Linked DNA regions of Canis lupus: region 2 is linked to region 1. A link is a contact called in public Hi-C data. All regions are on one chromosome and are shown on one strand. Each heading gives the region's core, a stretch centred on a gene start, on an enhancer-like site or on the middle of the called end of the contact. The rest is flanking DNA. Distances are from core to core; before and after follow the strand shown.

What was found. A called contact is a pair of places that touch in the nucleus more often than the background predicts.
Region 2: a contact with region 1 is called in a Hi-C map of skin fibroblasts, with 2.0 times the contacts expected there. The contact joins the enhancer-like site here to the promoter of DHRS3 in region 1. A contact is called at or near these places in 2 of 9 Hi-C or Micro-C datasets (amygdala and skin fibroblasts).

The regions. Positions count from the first base shown.
Region 1 is chr2:83,301,512-83,305,890 of UU_Cfam_GSD_1.0, forward strand. It overlaps DHRS3 (short-chain dehydrogenase/reductase 3), which reads left to right and starts at 1,281. Exons shown (of 6, transcript XM_038531963.1): 1 at 1,281-1,304. It overlaps LOC119870499 (a long non-coding RNA gene), which reads right to left and starts at 4,064. Exons shown (of 2, transcript XR_005356180.1): 1 at 3,667-4,064.
Region 2 is chr2:83,467,882-83,472,050 of UU_Cfam_GSD_1.0, forward strand. It overlaps VPS13D (vacuolar protein sorting-associated protein 13D), which reads right to left. Exons shown (of 69, transcript XM_038531970.1): 61 at 1,206-1,355; 62 at 273-369. It overlaps LOC119876087 (a long non-coding RNA gene), which reads left to right. Exons shown (of 3, transcript XR_005356183.1): 3 at 1-4,007. Among named protein-coding and RNA genes, the nearest start is that of VPS13D, 140 kb to the right of the region's middle. Within about 2 kb of position 1,915, at least 4 of the 20 cell types and tissues checked have an H3K27ac peak or open chromatin away from gene starts, as enhancers often do.

The sequences.
Region 1 (4,379 bases), core at 31-2,530:
CAACCTCGTCTTTTTGGGACCTGTCTGTGGGGGGTCCACCCAGGAGGCGGCAAACAGCACCCCTCTGGGCAGCTGATGAAGCAGTCTGAAGCCCACAGGGATGGCAGGCCCACAAAACCCACATCCTGAAGGTAAACCGAGTAGGAAAAAGGTGTCTGCTTCCCAGCCAGAAGCCATCCCCACCCCTTTCAGGGCTGCCTGACTTATTCCTTTTTATTCTGCTTCCCCCCCAAAGCTGCTGGCTGGGAGAGGGAGGGGCCCCCCCTTGTGGCCTCCCGTGAGTCACCTGGATATGCTGTGCCTCTGTTTCCTTCTGCGTTAAATGGGTGTGATGGTCCCACCTCTGCAGGCAGTGTCATTTCCTTTATTTATTCTTTAAAGATTTTAATTTATTCATTAGACAGAGAAAAGGAGAAACAGAGAGCGCACAAGCAGGATGAGTGACAGGGGGAGGGAGAGGGAGAGGCAGTCTCCCCTTGGAGCGGGGAGTCCGACGTGGGGCAAAACCCCAGAACCCGGCTCAGGACCTGAGCTGAAGGCAGACGTGCAACCACCCACCCAGCCTGCCAGGTGCCCCTCTTTTATTTTTATTTTTTTAAGATTTTATTTATTTATTTGAGAGAGAGAGAGAGAGAAAGAGAACACAAGCACGAGGGGAGGGATAGAGGCAGAGGGAGAGGCAGGCTCCCTCCCTGAGCAGGGAGCCCGACTGGGGACTCGATCCCCGAACCCCGAGATCATAACCTGAGCCAAAGGCAGACACTTACCCGACTGAGCCCCCCAGGCGCCCCCCAGGCGCCCCTAGCCGTCTCATTTCTTAAATCAGAATAATGTGTAACACTACCCTGAAGGCCCGCTGCCTGCTCTGCAACCCAAAGACACACGCAGGGGACACGTAAGCAGGACCCACGGGTCCCCCAGCGGCTCTGGCGTCAGCACGGGGCGGGTAGCAGGTTGGGCACCAGGGGACACAGGCAAACGTGCCACTGTGCTTACGAGGGGCTTAATGCATGTGCCGAGGTGGGGCTAGATGACCTTCTCGGCCCGGGAGGCTTGGGGTGTTGCCCCCACGCGGGAGAAAGGTCTGGAAGGGAAAGGAGAGCTGGTGAGCGAGCAGGGACCGACGAGGCAGCGGCGGGGGCGGCCTGGAGGCGCAGTGTCCCGGGCAGGCCACTAGGCGGCTCCGAGGATAACAGATGACAGATGACAACAGGCTGCGGGCGTTCCCGCTCCAGGCTCCCCGGCTCCGGAGCAGGCCCGCGGACACCAGGCGCGGCTGGGACCAAGGGGCCGGGCTCTCTCAGGTTGGGGTTCTTCTCCATTTTTAGAGGACTCCAAGGTGGGAGGGGACAGGCACTTTGACAGAGTCCTGCCTTTAGCCAGGGCCTGGGGGTGAGGATGGCATCGGCCTGCCCTCTGGTCCGCGTCTGGGGGGCTGAATGGAGACAGGAGGGAGCCCCCGTCCGACCTCTCTCCTGCGAGCAAGCGGGGTGCGGTGGGAGGGGAAATCGGGTCCGTCTTTGAATCCCTCCTTCCTGTCGCTTCTGGCTGCGGCACCAGGGAAATGGAGATAGGAATGTCCCCACTGCAAGGTCAGTGGGAGGCTTTGGATGTCAGAACCTAAGCCGTCCACGAAGGAGGACCGTCCTCCAACCCCGCCCTGCCGGTGGCTCTCCAGATGCTGCGTCTCCCAACTCACCCGGAAGGGAGCCTCACCTGCAGAGCTCCTCCCCAGAGCTAGAGGCTTTGTGGCCCGGGTAATCCCCAGCCCCCCCTCAGCCCCAAGTCAGCTTCTCTGAAAGCCACGCTCTCCCCCTGATCCTCAGCAGAACTACCAGGTGGGGCCCCGAAGCGCCTGGTCCCCGCGCCCTGCGCCCCGGTCTCCGGGCCCACCCAGCCCCGCTGAATCAGACCGCCTGGGGGTGAGGCCCGAGCAAGCCTGGCGCGGGGGGCGGGGGGCGGGGGGGGGGGGGGTAACTGCTGCCCCAGATCACAGAGGAGTTCCCTGCCCACCCTCCTCCTCCCTCCTCCTCCTGGCCCGGATGGTCGGGGGCAGTGGGAGGCAAGTCCCATCAGCACTTTAAACCGAGGCTGCTTTTTTGTGACTCACCTCCCAGACTTCCTGCAACAGGCATCTCTAAATAGCAGGGTCCCACCCTCTGGCACAGCAGACGTTCTCCCCGGGGGGGGGGGGGGGGGGGGGGGGCGGGGAGGGCGGGAGGTGGCAAGGTGGGTGCCAGGCTAGGGCAGCCCAAGGGGGACCCAAGGACAGAAGACGCGCGGCCTGCGCAGCTCAGGGGGCGCCCTGGTAGGACATCCTGTTTACAGGCTTTTGTTATTAAAGGAATTGCTGTCAATCAAGGTAATTCTAACCCTAGATGAGCAATAAATATGCTCCCAGCTAATCTTATGGGGATTTTATTGGCACCTTGGGGGCAGAGGTTCCTTTACCCTGCTCACCCCCGCCTCTCAATGCAAAACCCTGCTCCCCAGCTGATGCCCCCACCTCCCTCTCCGACCCTCCCCAGCCACGAGACTAAGAAGTGAAGACAGAAGGCGTCCGGGCACCGGGCGAGGGCGGCTTCCCGGGGCTACCTGGAGGCAGGGGGTGGCCAGAGAGCCTGACATAACCCCGGGTCGACCTGGCGGGATCAAGGCGGGCCTGCCCCCGGCCCCCCGGCCCCCCGGGCCCCCGGCCCCCGAGGAATGGCTCCGGGAGGGAGCCGGTCTGCAGGAGTCGGTCCCAGCGTGCTCCAGGGGCCCGGCCGGCAAGTCCCGGCGCGCGGAGACAGGGCAGCGGCCCGGCCGAGCGCCAGCCGCGGCGCCCCGTGTGCGCGCCCGGGAGCGCGCGTCGCGCACTGCGCAGGGGGAGGGGAGGCCGCGGCCGCCGCTCGCGGGCGCGGTAGTGAAGCCTCCCAACAACTTTAACTGTCAATCAGACTTAATGGGGTATTAAAAAATGGGGGGGCGGGCGGGGGGGTGGAAAGGGCAGCCCTCCCGCTCCGCGCCGCTGCGGCCCGGGGCGCGAATGAATAAGGCGGCGCTGCCGAGGGCGCCCGAGCCACACGCGCGGCGCACCCGGGCCCTCTCCAAGTTGGAAAGGACAAAAAGAAGGCAATAAATGCTAACGAGGCCGGGAAAGGGCGCCGGATCGAGCGGCCAGCCCCGGGGCTCCGCCGGCAGCGGGAGGCCGAGAGCCGGAGGCACCGCGAGCGCGCGCGGGGGCGAGGCGCGCGCGGAGGGAAACTGACACCCGGACCCCCCGCTCCTCGCGCGCGCTGCCGGCCCCGGGTCGCGGTCGGGCAATTTGCAGAATAGCAATGGGTCGGGAGACCTCCGCGGGCTGAAACTGGGAGCTCCGCGCACGCCCCCCGCCCACCAGCACCAGCACCACCAGCACCACCAGCACCAGCACCACTTTTTCTCTATTTTTTTTCCTGGAGAAGGGGGGGGGGCGCGCTACAATTTGGAACCTTTTTTTTTTTTTTCTTTTTTTCTTTCTTTCTTTTTTTTTTTTTTTTTCCAATCTTGCACTTTGAAACCTCGGGACTGTAGCAGGGTGCGCGCGTGCGGTTGGTGCCTCCCCCCCCCGCCCCCCCCACCCCCCCACCCCCACCCCCACCCCCGCCGCTGCCTAAACTCCTCTGCGAGCCTGTAAACATTTACCTGCGAATTCCCCAGCCCCGGCGGCTGCTGGGGCAAGAGGCTTCTTGTTAGAACTTTCCACCTCCGGCTTCCCCTCCAGCCCTCTCTGGCTGTCCCGACCTCCGCAGACGCTTTTGCTCCTCCCGAGCAGAATTTATCCTTGTTTTGTTTTGTTTTGTTTTTCTTCTTTTTTTTTTTCTTTTTTTTTTTTTAACCCTCACCCCCTGTGTTTTGCATTTGGGGAGGGGAGGAAGAGGTGGTTTCCAAGAGTGACCAAGGTGGGACGCCTCTCCGACCCTTAATTTGGGTTATTTATTATTATTGTTTGCGGTGTTTTCTTTTTTTCTTTTTTTTTTTTTTTTTTTTGATTGCTGTGTTGCTGGTCCGGGGAGTTCCGCCGCGCCCCCTCCCCTGCGCCCTCACCCCCACCCCTCCCCGCCCCCCCGGCCCGGCTCCGCGGCGCGGAGGATGGTGTGGAAATGGCTGGGCGCGTTGGTGGGGTTCCCTCTGCAGATCATCTACCTGGTGGCCAAAGCCGCCGTGGGGCTGGTGCTGCCCGCCAAGCTGCGGGACCTGTCACGGGAGAACGTGCTCATCACCGGCGGCGGGAGAGGCATCGGGCGCCAGCTCGCCCGCGAGTTCGCAGAACGCGGCGCCAGGAAGGTACGGGCCCCGCGCGGCGTGGGGAGGGCGCGCAGGTCGGGGGGCGCGCGGGCCGGGGACGCCCACCTGCA
Region 2 (4,169 bases), core at 665-3,164, 170 kb after region 1:
AGTATGCTGCTTCCCAAAGGCTTAACCCTGGGTACCCCAGGACAACTCCAAAAAGCTTCCTCCGTGTCCACATCAGCCATCAGCCCTCCTCCCCCATCAATAGACCGAACTTGGAAAAAGCCGCTGAGACACAGGCCTCAGCTTCTGAGCTCGAGCTCTGAGGTGGAAAGGGAGCTTGTCGGGCACTCAGAGGCTACCCATCTTCACAACCAAACTAAAAAATGCCATTCTTGGGTCAGTTCCCAGACACAAACTTAGAACATTTGACGTACCTGATTCTGCTTGATCATAGCCAAAAAAACTCAGCAGCTTGAGGAGCAGTTTCTCCTCAATTTGCACCGTGAATCTCTGAGCTGTGATCATCAGATGCTAGAGAGAAAGAAATTCTGATTAATAGTGTAAACACCAGAAGGAATTTTCATCTGTGCCATTAAGAAGGACACATCGCCAAATGATTTCTGGCTCATCTCTCTCTACATTGTCATCATTAGCCAAAAATTCCAGGAGAGGTTTAATACAGTTTGCCACCCTACTGTTTGGTTTCCAGGGCATCTGTATCTCCTTAGTCAGGATCGCGCTTGCAGATGGGCTGCGGTGGACAGGGTTATGGTGCTGAGCTCACATGGACAGCAGCTAGTTTAAGGAGCAGTAGGATTGGAGGGCCCCCACTGGTAATGGTGACAGAGGCCCGAAATATGGAAGCAACCTCTTAGCTCCCACTTTTCCAGAATTTGCTGCCGTTATCAGCTCACTCATATGTGAAAAATTCTCCAGGAAAGAAAGTTTATCTCTTTTGAACAACATGCTTTTATTAAACAGCGTGTTAGCTTATGTGGGAGGACATCTGTCCCGAGGTCAGACCCCTCCTACCACTCCCTTTCTAATTATTCTATTTTAATAACACATCTGGATCATGCCTGGTCCTGACCAATCTGGAAGATGTTATGCTTTCCCACAGAGACTTTTTACTCTGACAAATACAGGCTCCGCCCCTACAAACTGGGCACTCTCACATGCAGTCGAAGCCACAGTTGAGAATACAAGGTGCTAAGAGCAGTTATTGTAAATCCCTCTACACCACGGAGTTAAGTCCACAGGACAACTTCCAGCCACACCCCGCACTGCTGTTCAGGGACTCAGCTGTGAGGGAACCCATCAGCCTCCTGCCATCATGCCAAGCCCACCAGGCTCTCCCCTCAGCCTACCTTGTAGATGTTGGTCAGTGCGCTCTTACTGGGGAACTTTACTGCATTCACTTGCACGGCAGGGCCGGTCTCGATGACCTCATTCTCGTTGCTCAGGGGAGTCACGTAGAGCATGAAGGGCTGAGTAGTTCCAATGAGCTGATTGTCCACCTGGCACATGAAAAAGCAGCAAAACAAAACAAGAACAGACAACTGCTCAGTTCTCAGCTACCATTGAGTGGGGTCTCATCCTATGCAGGACACTCAGAGAAAGTACTGCTGCCATTTTGCTCTAGAAAAATTCATTCTGGGATCCCTGGGTGGCTCAGCAGTTGAGCGCCTGCCTTCGGCCCAGGGCGTGATCCTGGAGACCCGGGATTGAGTCCCATGTCAGGCTCCCTTCATGGATCCTGCTTCTCCCTCTGCCTGTGTCTCTGCCTCTCTCTCTCTCTCTCTCTCTCTGTCTGTCTCTCATGAATAAATAAATAAAACCTTTAAAAGAAAAAAAAAATTCATTCTCGCTGCAGAGCAGCACTAATTGCAGTAGGGATGGCAACAGAAGCTCTCCTTTATGAGGTGAGTACTATGTGCCAAGCACCAAGCTAGCCTGATGCAGGAGCTGAGTCACAGGACACCTGTCAAGAGTTACTGCAGTCAGGGTCCCACTGCAGCCCTAACCACCGCCTCCTTATGGCACAGATGAAGGAGCTGAGGAGAGAGCCCCTTGACCCCAAGCCCAGTGCTCCTGACCACTAGGATACAGATGAATGAAGTGAAGCGACACCAGACCGGGAAAACTAGGGAATCAGTGCTTGCCTGGCCACCAAATGCAAATAGCGGCCTTTCCCAAAGTCGAGTCCCTGTTGGGAATGAAATGATGAAGCGGCATCAGGCACTGCTCTATTCGCCCACAGCCGTCAGCACCATAGCTGAGTGTGCACTCTGCACCGCGCTATGGTTGTGGACGGCAAAAGGCTCATGCGGGGAGCACCCACCCCCACTTGCTTGTGTCAAAGCTCCGAATCAGGATGAGGGAAGAGAACATCCGTTGGGAACCTCTGTGTGTACTTCCCACACATTACTTAGCACATCCCTTACTACAACCCTAAAGGCTAAGATTATTCCTCCCCATTTTACAAACGAGTAAACAGAAGCTTAGGGAACTCAGATCACTTGCCCACATTCACACGGCTAAGTGAAACGGAAGAGTTGGGACTCAAATGGAGGTGTTTCTGGCCCCAAATACTGTGACCCTCCCATTATGCCACACGGCCTGCCACGCAGCCACCTGTAGAGCCGGCTGGCTCTCAAGCTGCTGAGATAAGGGTGAGGGACCGTGAACACATTTTCCTACTTCCATCCTTGCCCTGATCGTGTACTCCCTGCACAGCAGCAAAGTGATCTTTCAAAAATACAAATCAAGTCATGTCCCTCCTCCCTTTACATCTGTCTGTCAGTGGCTTCCTTTCCTCTTGGGATGAAACCAAACTTCTCGCCACGCCTCCACAGCCTGCCATGACACACAGTGCCTACTTCCCCGTCTTTAGCACACAGCACTCCCCTCCAGGTCCACTACAACCCCCACACATGAGCCTGCTGGCTATTCCCCAAAAGGGGGGCAACTCTCCTCTCAGAGTCTGAATTCTGAGGGAAAGCTTCTGACCCTAACATCCTTCTGCACTCATTCTCTTCCTTCAAGCTCAGCTCTCACTTCTTCGGGAGGAACTTCCCAGGCCACTTCACCTAAAGAGTAGCACCATCCTTCTGTATTCTTTTTAGCAATTCCCACTGGTGCCAATCATTATACTCGCCTGCTTGGGACCTTACAGGCTGCCTCCTTCCCGAGGCTGTAATTAGCCCAAAGGAAGCTGAGCCTTCATCTTCTGAGTCACGGCTGTATCGCTAGAGCCTAGTGCCATGCCCGGGGCACTGCTGCTGCTCTAAGAATTTACTCACTAAATGAATGACCTGTCATATCCAATAGAGGAAACACAAAAGTTCTCACCTTACTCTAACCTCTCCTTTATTCTTTCCCCAAACACATTTGATACAAGATGTATAAGAGTTATGAATTCTAGTTTTATTCTGCCAATTAGATTAGATGCTCCCTAAGGACGGGACCATTATTTTCTATTTTTAAACGTCCTTTCTCCCAATGCTGTCATCATAGTAAACTCTCAAATCTGTTTACTTTCTATGACTTACAGCCCACATTAAATCAAGAGGTATTATAGCAGAAAAAAAAATTTTGATTAAAAAGTTAATGAAATTCACAAAGCTCAAATGGCTCCTTGAATTTTCTCTCTGAGGTTAAAAAAAAAAAAAGACAAAGATAATAACTTTCTATCTGTCCTCAATCAAATGGGATGTGATTAGCCTGAACAATTTGCTCTTTGTGATATAAGACAAAAGAAAACATTTTTCTGAAAGGAGTTTTGGTATGGACAGCAGTGCATGGGTCCGCAGGAGGACACCCTGGAGATGGGCACAGACTGCCCACTTCCAGGAGGAACACAGGGTGCCCACCTGGGGAAAGAACCACAGTCTAGGTCTTTGGATCCTTCTTCTGGAAATGTTTACCAGGAACTGGTTTCCTGGACACATTAATCCTGCTGGCAGCTGGAAAGAAAAGCTGCAAGCATGATGCTACAAACAGAACAGCTGTCTTGACGGCATGACAACAAAACTCTAGCGGAGGGCAGCGCCGGTGGCCCAGCGGTTTGGCCCAGGGTGTGGTCCTGGAGACCTGGGATCGGGTCCCGTGTCGGGCTCCCTGCGTGGAGCCTGCTTCTCCCCCTCCCTCTGCCTGTGTCTCTGCCTCTCTCTCTCTCTGTCATGAATAAATAAATAAAATCTTAAACAAACAAAAAAAAACCCCTCTAATGGAAACTGTCAAAATCAACCTTATCAGAGCTCTGAAAGTTAACCAAACGCTTGCAACAATCCAGGGGTCATTTACTGGAGAAAGTTAGCTGAAAGGCAGCA